Regions from separate parts of the Triticum aestivum genome. Here region 2 is linked to region 1. The links are chromatin contacts, called in public Hi-C maps. All regions are on one chromosome and are shown on one strand. The core of a region is the stretch at or near the end of the contact, and the rest is flanking DNA. Distances in the headings are between cores, read along the strand shown. Region 1 holds the start of LOC123119657. Region 2 has its middle 16 kb from the start of LOC123119658.

What was found. A called contact is a pair of places that touch in the nucleus more often than the background predicts.
Region 2: a Hi-C map of leaf shows a contact between it and region 1, with 5 times the contacts expected there. The contact joins the enhancer-like site here to the promoter of LOC123119657 in region 1. A contact is called at or near these places in 3 of 5 Hi-C or Micro-C datasets (leaf and an unstated tissue).

The regions. Positions count from the first base shown.
Region 1 is chr5D:95,941,386-95,946,239 of IWGSC CS RefSeq v2.1, reverse strand. It overlaps LOC123119657, which reads left to right and starts at 1,426. Exons shown (of 1, transcript XM_044539534.1): 1 at 1,426-2,963. The coding sequence starts at 1,792. The coding sequence ends at 2,814. LOC123119655 (formin-like protein 12) reads right to left here. Exons shown (of 17, transcript XM_044539533.1): 16 at 4,152-4,470; 17 at 3,658-4,052.
Region 2 is chr5D:96,055,906-96,060,540 of IWGSC CS RefSeq v2.1, reverse strand. No RefSeq gene overlaps it. Among protein-coding and RNA genes, the nearest start is that of LOC123119658, 16 kb to the left of the region's middle. Within about 2 kb of position 1,295, at least 2 of the 8 cell types and tissues checked have an H3K27ac peak or open chromatin away from gene starts, as enhancers often do. A contact at or near this core is called in leaf, where this site is marked.

The DNA of each region.
Region 1 (4,854 bases), core at 177-2,676:
GAGTGCTGATTTTTTGTTTGCCGCAACTTTCACGAATGTCTTCCATGATGAAATTTGTCAAAGTTTGCTAAACCAAATCAGAATTTTTGAATTTACTCTTCATCGCGAGCTCATTGGTGCTCGGGAGCAGTTGAGGACTTTCTTGAATTTCATTCCTTTACACCCATAAATTTTACCCTGAGGGGCAGAGATACCTCCTCCGACCAGGCCGTCGGGTTGGGCTGCCCATGATGAGGTTTACCTCCTTCCCCAAATCTCAAAATTGTTTAAATTTCGAGCCTCTTCCAGCTTGTACATTATATTCACTCTCCTCTTTCTCCACATTCGAATTTGAGGTAGTGACTTGAAAAGCAATTTTCTCCTTAGCAGAAATTTGAACATCCGACTCAGTAAATTATGCTTGATTTTTATTTTATTTAAAAAATGAATAAGCTAGACTTTCTCTCAATTTTTGAGATACCAACTCAAAAGATTTTCTTCTGAGTTGTTGCTGCAAATGAGATGAAATTTAAACAACCAACATAATGAATTATGGTTTATTTTTGGTAAATATTTTGGACTTTCTGGATAGTTTCAAACTTCGGTAAACAAGCAAACGTGATATTCCTTTCCCAGTACATTTGTGCAAATGAGGTGAAGTTTGGGTGGTTGGCTAGTGAACAATCTTAATTTTTCAATTGCTATTTTAAATCTAGCTAGAATATTTGTAAGCGTTTCTAAATCATTAGTTAAGCTGATTTTCGCTTGACTAACAAAAAGGAGAGAGAACCTGACTTGGTGACACAAGTCGCGAGCGGAGAGAGTTTCTAGGGCATGCATGCAAACAGACGCAAGCCAAAGGCGGTTAGGGTTCTTTCTATGTTGCCATCCCTCCTCCGAATGTAGGCCCGAAGCTTTTTTTTTCGGCCCGGTGGTGTGTACGCTGTGGGACTGGATTGTATTTCCTTTTTTGTTTATGAATTTTATCATAATGCTGGTATTTTGATTAATAAAGAGTTTCGGATCGTTCGCCCAAAAAAAATGTTAAAGTAAAACATGGGATATTCCCCGCAAAAAAAAAGTAAAACATGGGATCGAGTGGGTAAAATAACTTGTGATGCAAGAAACGCAGGGCATATGCAACGTCGGAACCATCGCTGCCACGGTTCCACCGCCAGGCCCCCTCCACGTCCGTCCGAAAGCTGCACACATATCCCTCCATTGAGTGGGATGTGATGCAAGAAACCCCTTCGTCGTCACCCGCACCGCTCGATCTGCATGCATCCATCGCCTACCTAGCTATCTAGCTCGCACCCGACGCACGCACGCACGTCACCTACAATGCGCCTCTCTTCTTTTCTTTTCTTTTTTTCGTTTGGCAAACACAATGCGCCTCTTTTGTATGCACATAACAGGCAAGGAACGGAAAGAAAAGGAAAGAAACGCTCGCTCGTCGGATAAAAATGGCGATGATTAATTTCTAGCCTAATCAGTACTCGCACACAGTACTATATAGGAGTATATTAATAATTCGGCATAGGAGTGGATTGCTTCTTCTCCGGTCCTCCTCCTGTCCATCTCTGATTTCTTCCTCTTGCAGTTACGGTGTCAGTTCCTTCCGCCGGTGGTTGGCCCGGATCAACTCTCACACACTCCTCCTCCTTCCTCCTCTTGAGTCTTGACCTCCCGCCAACCATCGCAACCCACCATAAAAACTCCGCCACTCGAGCTACACAACACAGCACCGCATTGCTCATTGCTCATTGCTGCCTGTGCCCGACCTCTATCACCTCGTAGGAAGAGACTCGCGTCATGGTGAGGAGAGGAGGGCTGCTGACTGGTGGGTACTATGGCGGCGCGTCGTCGTGGAAGGCCGGGAGGGTGATGAGGGCGGCCGTGGCGGCCTTCTTCAACGGCTACCACTGCTTCAGCCCCGTGGCGGCCATGCTCGCGCTGCCCTTCTCCGCGGCCGTACTCGCGTCCCAGGCCGCCGCGTCCTCCTCCACGTCCTCGTCGGGGGCGGTGCTGCGCGGCGTGTCGTCGCGGCTCCGGGGGATGTTCCACGCCGCGGGGTTCCCGCCGTCGCCCTTCTTCGCGCTGCTCAACGGCAAGCTGTCGCAGACCGTGTTCACGTACGCGGCCACGCTGCCCGTGGCGCTCACCGTCCTGCTGCTCGCCAAGGCCTGCGTCGCCGGCGTGCTCCGCGCGGACCCGGCGCACGAGCGGCGGCGGCGGGGGCGCATGTCGCTCCCGCCCTGCGGCGCCGTGGCGCGCGCGTACCCGGCGCTCGTGGCCACGCACCTCGTCGGCTCCTTCGCCATGCTCTCCGCCAACGCCGCCGCCTTCTCGCTGCTCTTCCTGGCCTTCGGCGCCGCCGACCTGCTGGGCTTCACCTCCCGCTCGTCCAAGCTCGCGCTCTCCGCCGCGGGCGCCATCGTATACTCCGTGGCCGTCGGCGTCGCCACCGTCGTCTGCAACCTCGCCGTCGTGGTGGCCGCCATGGAGGAGCGCTGCGCCGGGCACGCCGCGGTGCTCAGGGCGTGCGTCCTCATCAGGGGCCGCGTGCCCACGGCGCTGGCGCTGGCGCTGCCCACCAACCTGGGCATGGCGGCGGCCGAGGCGCTGTTTCAGCTGCGGGTGGTGTCGCAGCGCCGGAAGGCCGGGAGGCTGGCGCCGGGGGTCGCCGGCGAGGCCTTCTCGATCGCCTACATCCACGCGCTCTGCGTGGTGCTGGAGATCATCATCAGCTGCATGTTCTACCGGAGCTGCAGGAGGAGCGAGGCCGATGAGCTGAGAGAGCTGGAGCCCGAGGAGAAGGGCGACCTCCAGGCATAGACAAACAATAGCCGCGTAGCTTTGTGATTCTGAGAAACTCTTGGGAGGGTCTCATCAGACGGTCCAGAGAAACATACTACAGTAGTAAACTGGGATAGCTCTACTTTATTTCCCTTTTTTCTGAATAGTTTTATTCGTTTGCTTCCTTTTTTTTCTGTTGGCGTGGAAATGAAGTGTAAAAGATGGTTCTATTGTACAGCAGAAAAAAAATACTCCGTCAAACTGAAATAAATAACCAGTGGATTTTGCACCGTGCAAACAAAAAAAGGAGAATGATATGGGTGGGTTCAGCATTCTGTACTTCTGTTTTGGTTGAAAACTTCCGGGTAAAGCTTGTTTCACATGGACCATTGTTGAAGACATTATCTAGTACAGAAGACTATCTCAAGCTCTGCACCGGTGATCACATCTGTCAGGTTTGAATTTCTGTGTTCGAACATAGGCTTACTGCCAGATACGGAGCATTGAAATTACAGCATTACTGCCAGTTTCACGGCAGAATTTTTTTGCCAGTAATGCTGCAAATTCAACAGAAAATGCAGTTCCACAGACCACACAAAAAAGGAAAAAAAATGCCAGTAATTCTGTAACTTCAACAGAAAATGCAGTTCCACGGACCACAAAAAAGAACAATTACAGCATAAAATGCAGTTCCATACACCACCACAGATGAAATTACTGATTAGGGGACAGTGGAGGGAGCAGAAGAGAAGAGAGTGCAGTGTGAATTAGCAACAGAGGACCATTTTCCGTTTTGCACATCATCAGACAAAAACACTGAAGCTATCACTTCAGTTGATCAGGAGAACAACCACATGTGTTGCTCTTTCAAGACAGGGTTCATGCACAAGCACCTCGATGCATGATTTGGCAACAAATCGAAAACATGACTGTGCATAGCGGTTACAGAAAGTACATATATTGTAGAATCACCTGGTTGAGCTATAGTGTTGTGTGTCAACCTATCTATCGCTTCAAAACCGCCTAATCTGTTGGTAGCAAAATTTCCTGTGGTAAACACTAATCCTTTTCTATTTCTTCTAGACTACAAATCATTGCTTACATTTCTTTCATTTTCCTAATTTACAACCACTGGCCTACTCCTGCTGCTACTGCTAGTGTAAAACAAATGGGGGAAAATCTAATAAGAAATCTGTACACATGGACCTACGTTAGGTGCTGGGTTAGCTTTGTACAGTGTCATGGGCTATCAAACGTGGATGTCCAACCGGAAGTATCTGTACGAAACCAAATAAGTGATTCTAGGTTAGGGTTATACCGAGAAGAACATTTCACGAGTTAGGATGAAACAGAGCATATGCATAATTGTATGTTACCTTGTCTTGTAGGCATGAGATGTCCCCAAGGAAGTCATGCATCTGGTGACAGTCCAGCCTCCTGAAGGTCTGCATGGCTGGCAGAGGTCGTCTGCTGAGGAAAATCTGATGACCGTGTCCATGTTTCGGGACAGATATCATTTGAAGGGCGACCTTGGTGATCCTACATTTCCATCTTTCGATTTTACAGGAGTTCTGTCCTGGCTTGCTTCCTTTTCCGCTTCTTTCAGCGCTTTCTTCCTCTCAGCCTCAATCTGCTTGAGATTCTCCTCGTGCGCCTTCCGAAATAACCCCACAAAGGTCAGAAGGGTGGAAGCAACTGCATAGTTTTCAAGATTCAGTATGAGTGAGAGATAAGAGGGATATCAAATTACTAGCAAATGCTTGCTTTATTTTGGAGATAGATGAGGACATGCAAGGAGGAGTTTAGGACATTGATGACATTTTTTAATTTCAAAGTGAAAGAAAGACATTTAACATCGATTAAATGATAAAGCAGGTCATAAATCGCATAAAAGGAACTGTTGTAGTTCATAGACATGTATGTTTGCCATTTGATATTTACTGGCTCAAAGAGAGCAAACTGAAGAGGGAAATAGCTACAGCAGATCTGATAAGGAGCAAACTATAGGAGTATTCTAGAGGCAAATAAGCAACCAGTCAAGCAGATCAGACGATCAGGTAAATGGTGATCCCAACCAGG
Region 2 (4,635 bases), core at 46-2,545, 110 kb before region 1:
TATTTTATCAGTTCTTATCAATTATCATTATTGCAAATGCATATGCCTTTGGAAAGTTGATAGCTTTTTTTTTGCAGTACCATACAAACTACTGTTTTTTTGGTGAGCGAATGCGAATTACTGATAGGCACTAGCAAGCAACCAACTCAAGCTGGCACTGACCTTTTCAAAACATTACTCTAAAATGTATTATCCACCACAAAAACTCTAGAATGTAATACTACAGATTTTCAGCCACAAACCATTGCTTGCCACACAATTTCAATTTTCTATTTCTGAAAACAAAAAATAAAATAAAATAAATAGAACAAGAGGGGATGGGAACAGTGAGAGGTCGTATGGGGTGTTGTTTGTAATATGCTTTGCCACCAAACGAATTGACTTGCCACCAGTGGTCCATAACTCCAGCCTCTCTTTTCTACCCTTTTGGATTCTTTCCTACCAAACTCAGCGCCCGTCCTTTGTTAGTACAAACCAACCAGACAGGCAAACAATCCTCCGCCGAACTACTTACATGAAGCAACCCTTAATTGCATTTTGTCACATAATAGCAAGAACCTCCACAAGATATAGATGGTTCATCCATAAGCAGTTATAGTCAATTAAGGTCGACATATAATATAACAAAGTGAAAGTGCATGCCTTCTTCTTTGAGTCCTAGCTCAACAACATATCTCAGCTAGAATGATGAGAGTAAGAGCGAAGCCACACAAAGTCAACTGCACGCATTATCCATGCGTGCATGTGCATGAAAAGATTCATTGCTCTCCAAAGGTAGTAGCAGTAGTACAACATGCACTTTGAGTAGAGAAGCTCAGCCCAAAAGCTAAGCTGTTTGCATGTTCGCAGAATTTCGTCAATGCTGGCTGGCTGGCCAATTAAGCTGTATCTTTTTGGCTGAATAATTACTTGAGAAAACAACAAGGCAACAACAAACAATGAATGTTGGCAAGATCTGGGATCCATCGCCACTTTTCCAGCTCGCCGCCGTTAACAACCACCATTGAGCCCGTGAGTGATAGTACTGCCCTCCTAGGTGTATGACTATGACTAGTACGCAGTGTCAATGTCAGTTCAGAGGAAGACTGAAGTTTTTGTTTTCATTGACCAAACAAAGTGCACAGCCCTAACTCCTATTCCTAAGGAAATTTAACATTTACAGTTTCGCCAGGTAATTTCCCACTTTGAAGTGCTATTTTGATTCGTAGAATCCAAAAGTGCACGAATACACGCACACCCTGATTGCAAATTTGCAATGGCATGTCCTCTTGATTCCTACATAGAAAAACATTGGTGTTGATGAGCCAATGGACATAGCTCATTTTTCCCCGAAAGAGGTTAAATTCAACAGAATTTTCCTTCAGAATTGAGTTCGGAGTGGCCTACCAGATTGTTTTTTTCTATTCTTACAAACGGAACATCCTCTATAGAATTTTTTTCCAAATAATTAAAATTGCCACATTTTCAGGTGAACATGCCTGATCCACTTTAAGGTCGCAGCGTTGGCTTTCGAGGATATCACCCAAAGGGCCTTTGCTCGGCCTCAGGCCAGCGAAGGCATTGGCTACCATTGCGTGGCAAGTACCCTTCAAAAACTTAGGATGTGTTTGGTTGCTTGCATTAGGCCTAGTCAGACCCACCCGAAAAGAAAACAGGCTATTTGGTTGCCTGGTCCGCATCAAAATCTTGGACCGCATGAACCTTAAAGCAGTCCTCGGCCAAGCCCACTAGAAACGCCCGAATCGACGGTTTTCAGCGAGCCAGTCTCGAGCGATGCAGGGGAGGGGAACGCGGCGCTGGCCAACTGCGAGCAGGGAGATGGCGGGAGCTCGCATGCGTCTCCGAAAAAGCGACGGGACGATTTTGCATCACCACCCGCCGATTCGGTTGCCCTATATAGCCAGGGTGACCGCAGCGGCAAAACTCCCACCACCATTTCCCTCCTCTCGAGCTTTCCCTCTGGCGCGGTTCTACATCGGCAACGAGGTAAGCGACGCAACTGCTCCAGCAACCAGTTGACGGCGGTGGCGAATCGACTGCTCCTCTTCTCCGACGTGTCTAGCGCCTCCTCCGCAGCTCCTCCGATGGCGTCTGTGAGTTCAATCACCCCTCCTCTCTATTAGTTCTAGCTAAATCGGTACATGTGGTAGGGTTAGATCTTCCGATCTATGTGACTGTGATGTTCTAGTAGCTAGTTGTGATGGATTTGAAGCATGCTAGGAGTTGTTTTCCATGTCGGCAAGGATTGATAGCTAGTGGTCATGGATGGATTAGCCATATGCTTAGATGTGTGGTATGCTAGTGTGCCAGTGTTGAACTAGATCATCCATGTGTCCATGATTAATGTTGTGTTCTGTTGTATTGTGTTGTGGTATGCTTTGATGGATTTGGTAGTGTTGTCTTGAACTAGATCATCCATGTGTGCATGTGTTACTACTAGTTCGGTCTGTCCATGTTTACTGGTATTTCCTACTGTCAATGTGTAGTGTGTTCTAGTGTTGATGACGCTTACGTTTTTCGGAGACGAGCACACAAGAGTTTAGTCAGGCCATGGCCCTGTCCGAGAGCCAGTTCCCGGCGTCCTACGTCGAGGACTCCCAGCCTACCATCTACCAGATGCCTTCTGATTCAGACGTTTTCGACGTGCCGCCTACGGTTTCTCCATTTGTGCTGGCTCATCCCAATGTTGTAGCTCATGCTGCTGCTCAAAAGGCAGCCGCAAAGGAGAAGAAGGATGGCAGGGGGAACAACATGAAATGATAGCTGTTCATCTTGACTTTCGTGCTTAACAAGATGTGTGAGATCATAGCTAGTAGGGTGAGAACTGACAATGGCTTCAAGGAGCTGCACTTGAACATTGTTGCAAAGCAGGTGGTTGACTTTTGTGGACAGGAGGTCAGCTCGACTCAGGTCTACAACCACCTCAGGAAGTGGAGAGCGAGGTGGATCACCGCTTCCAAGCTCAGAGACCTGAGCGGTGCTTCATGGGACGAGGACACCTGCTCGATACTTTTGGAGGCAGAGCACTACCAAGGCCACATCACGGTTAGCTCACAAACCATGCCATTCTAACTAACCAGCTGTTTAAACCTATGAACCATTGTCGTACTAACTAACCACTCTGCCCTGTTTCTTTCTTAGGCTCCCCCAAGGACGCAGAGTTCCTGAACACACCTATCCAGAACTACCACCAGATGCAGTAGGTCTTCTCCTTCGGGCTGGAAACCGGAAAGCATGCCATGGGCTCAGGTCAGCCGCTGGGCTCGCCGATCCCCGAGTATCCAGACACCCAGGAGTCAGACACCATCAATGTGATGCTCCTAACAAGGATGATGAGCACGTTCCTATGCTTGATCGGAAGAGGAAGCGGGGAAGCTTGAAGAGGATGAGCTGACCGTCTTTAGCAGCATGATGACCCATAAGTATAGGGGATCAATCGTAGTCCTTTTGATAAGTAAGAGTGTCGAACCCAACGAGGAGTAGAAGGAAATGACAAGCGGTTTCAGCAAGGTATTTTCTGCAGGCACTGAAATTATCGGTACAGATAGTTTGGTAGTAAGATAATTCGTAACGGGTAACAAGTAACAAGTGTAGAAAAGGTGCAGCAAGGTGGCCCAATCCTTTTTGTAGCAAAGGATAAGCATGCACTACTACAGGTTGCTGCTAACGCGACACTACAATTAGACATCCTTCAACGAAACTGTGTGCGATGCATTAATCACAAACGGTGGTGTAAAAAACCCGTCAAAAATGTGCAAAACGTTTGCGATGGAGGATGCATCAAACACGGTTCAGATTTTAGTTGCGTGTGCGATTCAGGGCACACGGTTAACCTGTTCGAACTGTTTGCGATGAGGCAGAACAACAGAAATGGGCAACCATATCAATGTGTGTGCGATATACGACATACAGTTCGCTCCGATGAACTGTTTGCTATTAGGGAGTGCAACAGAAACGGTTAGCCAGATCAAGGTGTGTGTGATACAGGGCATACGGTTCACTCAGACGAACTGTTTTCGATTAGCGAACACAACAGAAACGGTTCAACTTAACAAGATGTGTGTGATACGTGGCAAACAACCGACTCGGATGAACTATTTGCGATGAGAAATTACAACACAAACGGTTAATACAGTTAGTTCGTGTGCGATTCTGTGTGTACAAAAAACTTTGAAAAATGCAAACTAGTTGCTTGCAGTGGCTAGGAGTATCGCACACGATGCGTCTGCGAGTACTCGTGTGCGATGATTAGTAACTTACACATACGTTTCCTTATGTTAACACTTGTGTGATAAATAACACGTGGCACCAGATACAGTGTGTGTGCTCCACTTAGTCTTCCCGCGCTCCAGCGAATGCTTCCTGCGCTCCACATGGGTGAATTGTAAAATCCACGCCTCTTCCCTCACCGGTTTCCCGCCACCAGCTAACGGCTTGCTGCATAGAACCCAGGCGGCAACGCACCGCCGCGACACTCTGCGCAGATCTAGTCCTCACCCATCTACCATTAGTTATTCCAAGCATGCCAGGCAATGACCAAAGCTTTGACGTCGACGCCTACCTGCGTTACATCTTCGGCGAGGAGAACGAGGCGGAGCAGGTCGGGGAGCAAGAGCTTCATCGGCCGGTGCAGGC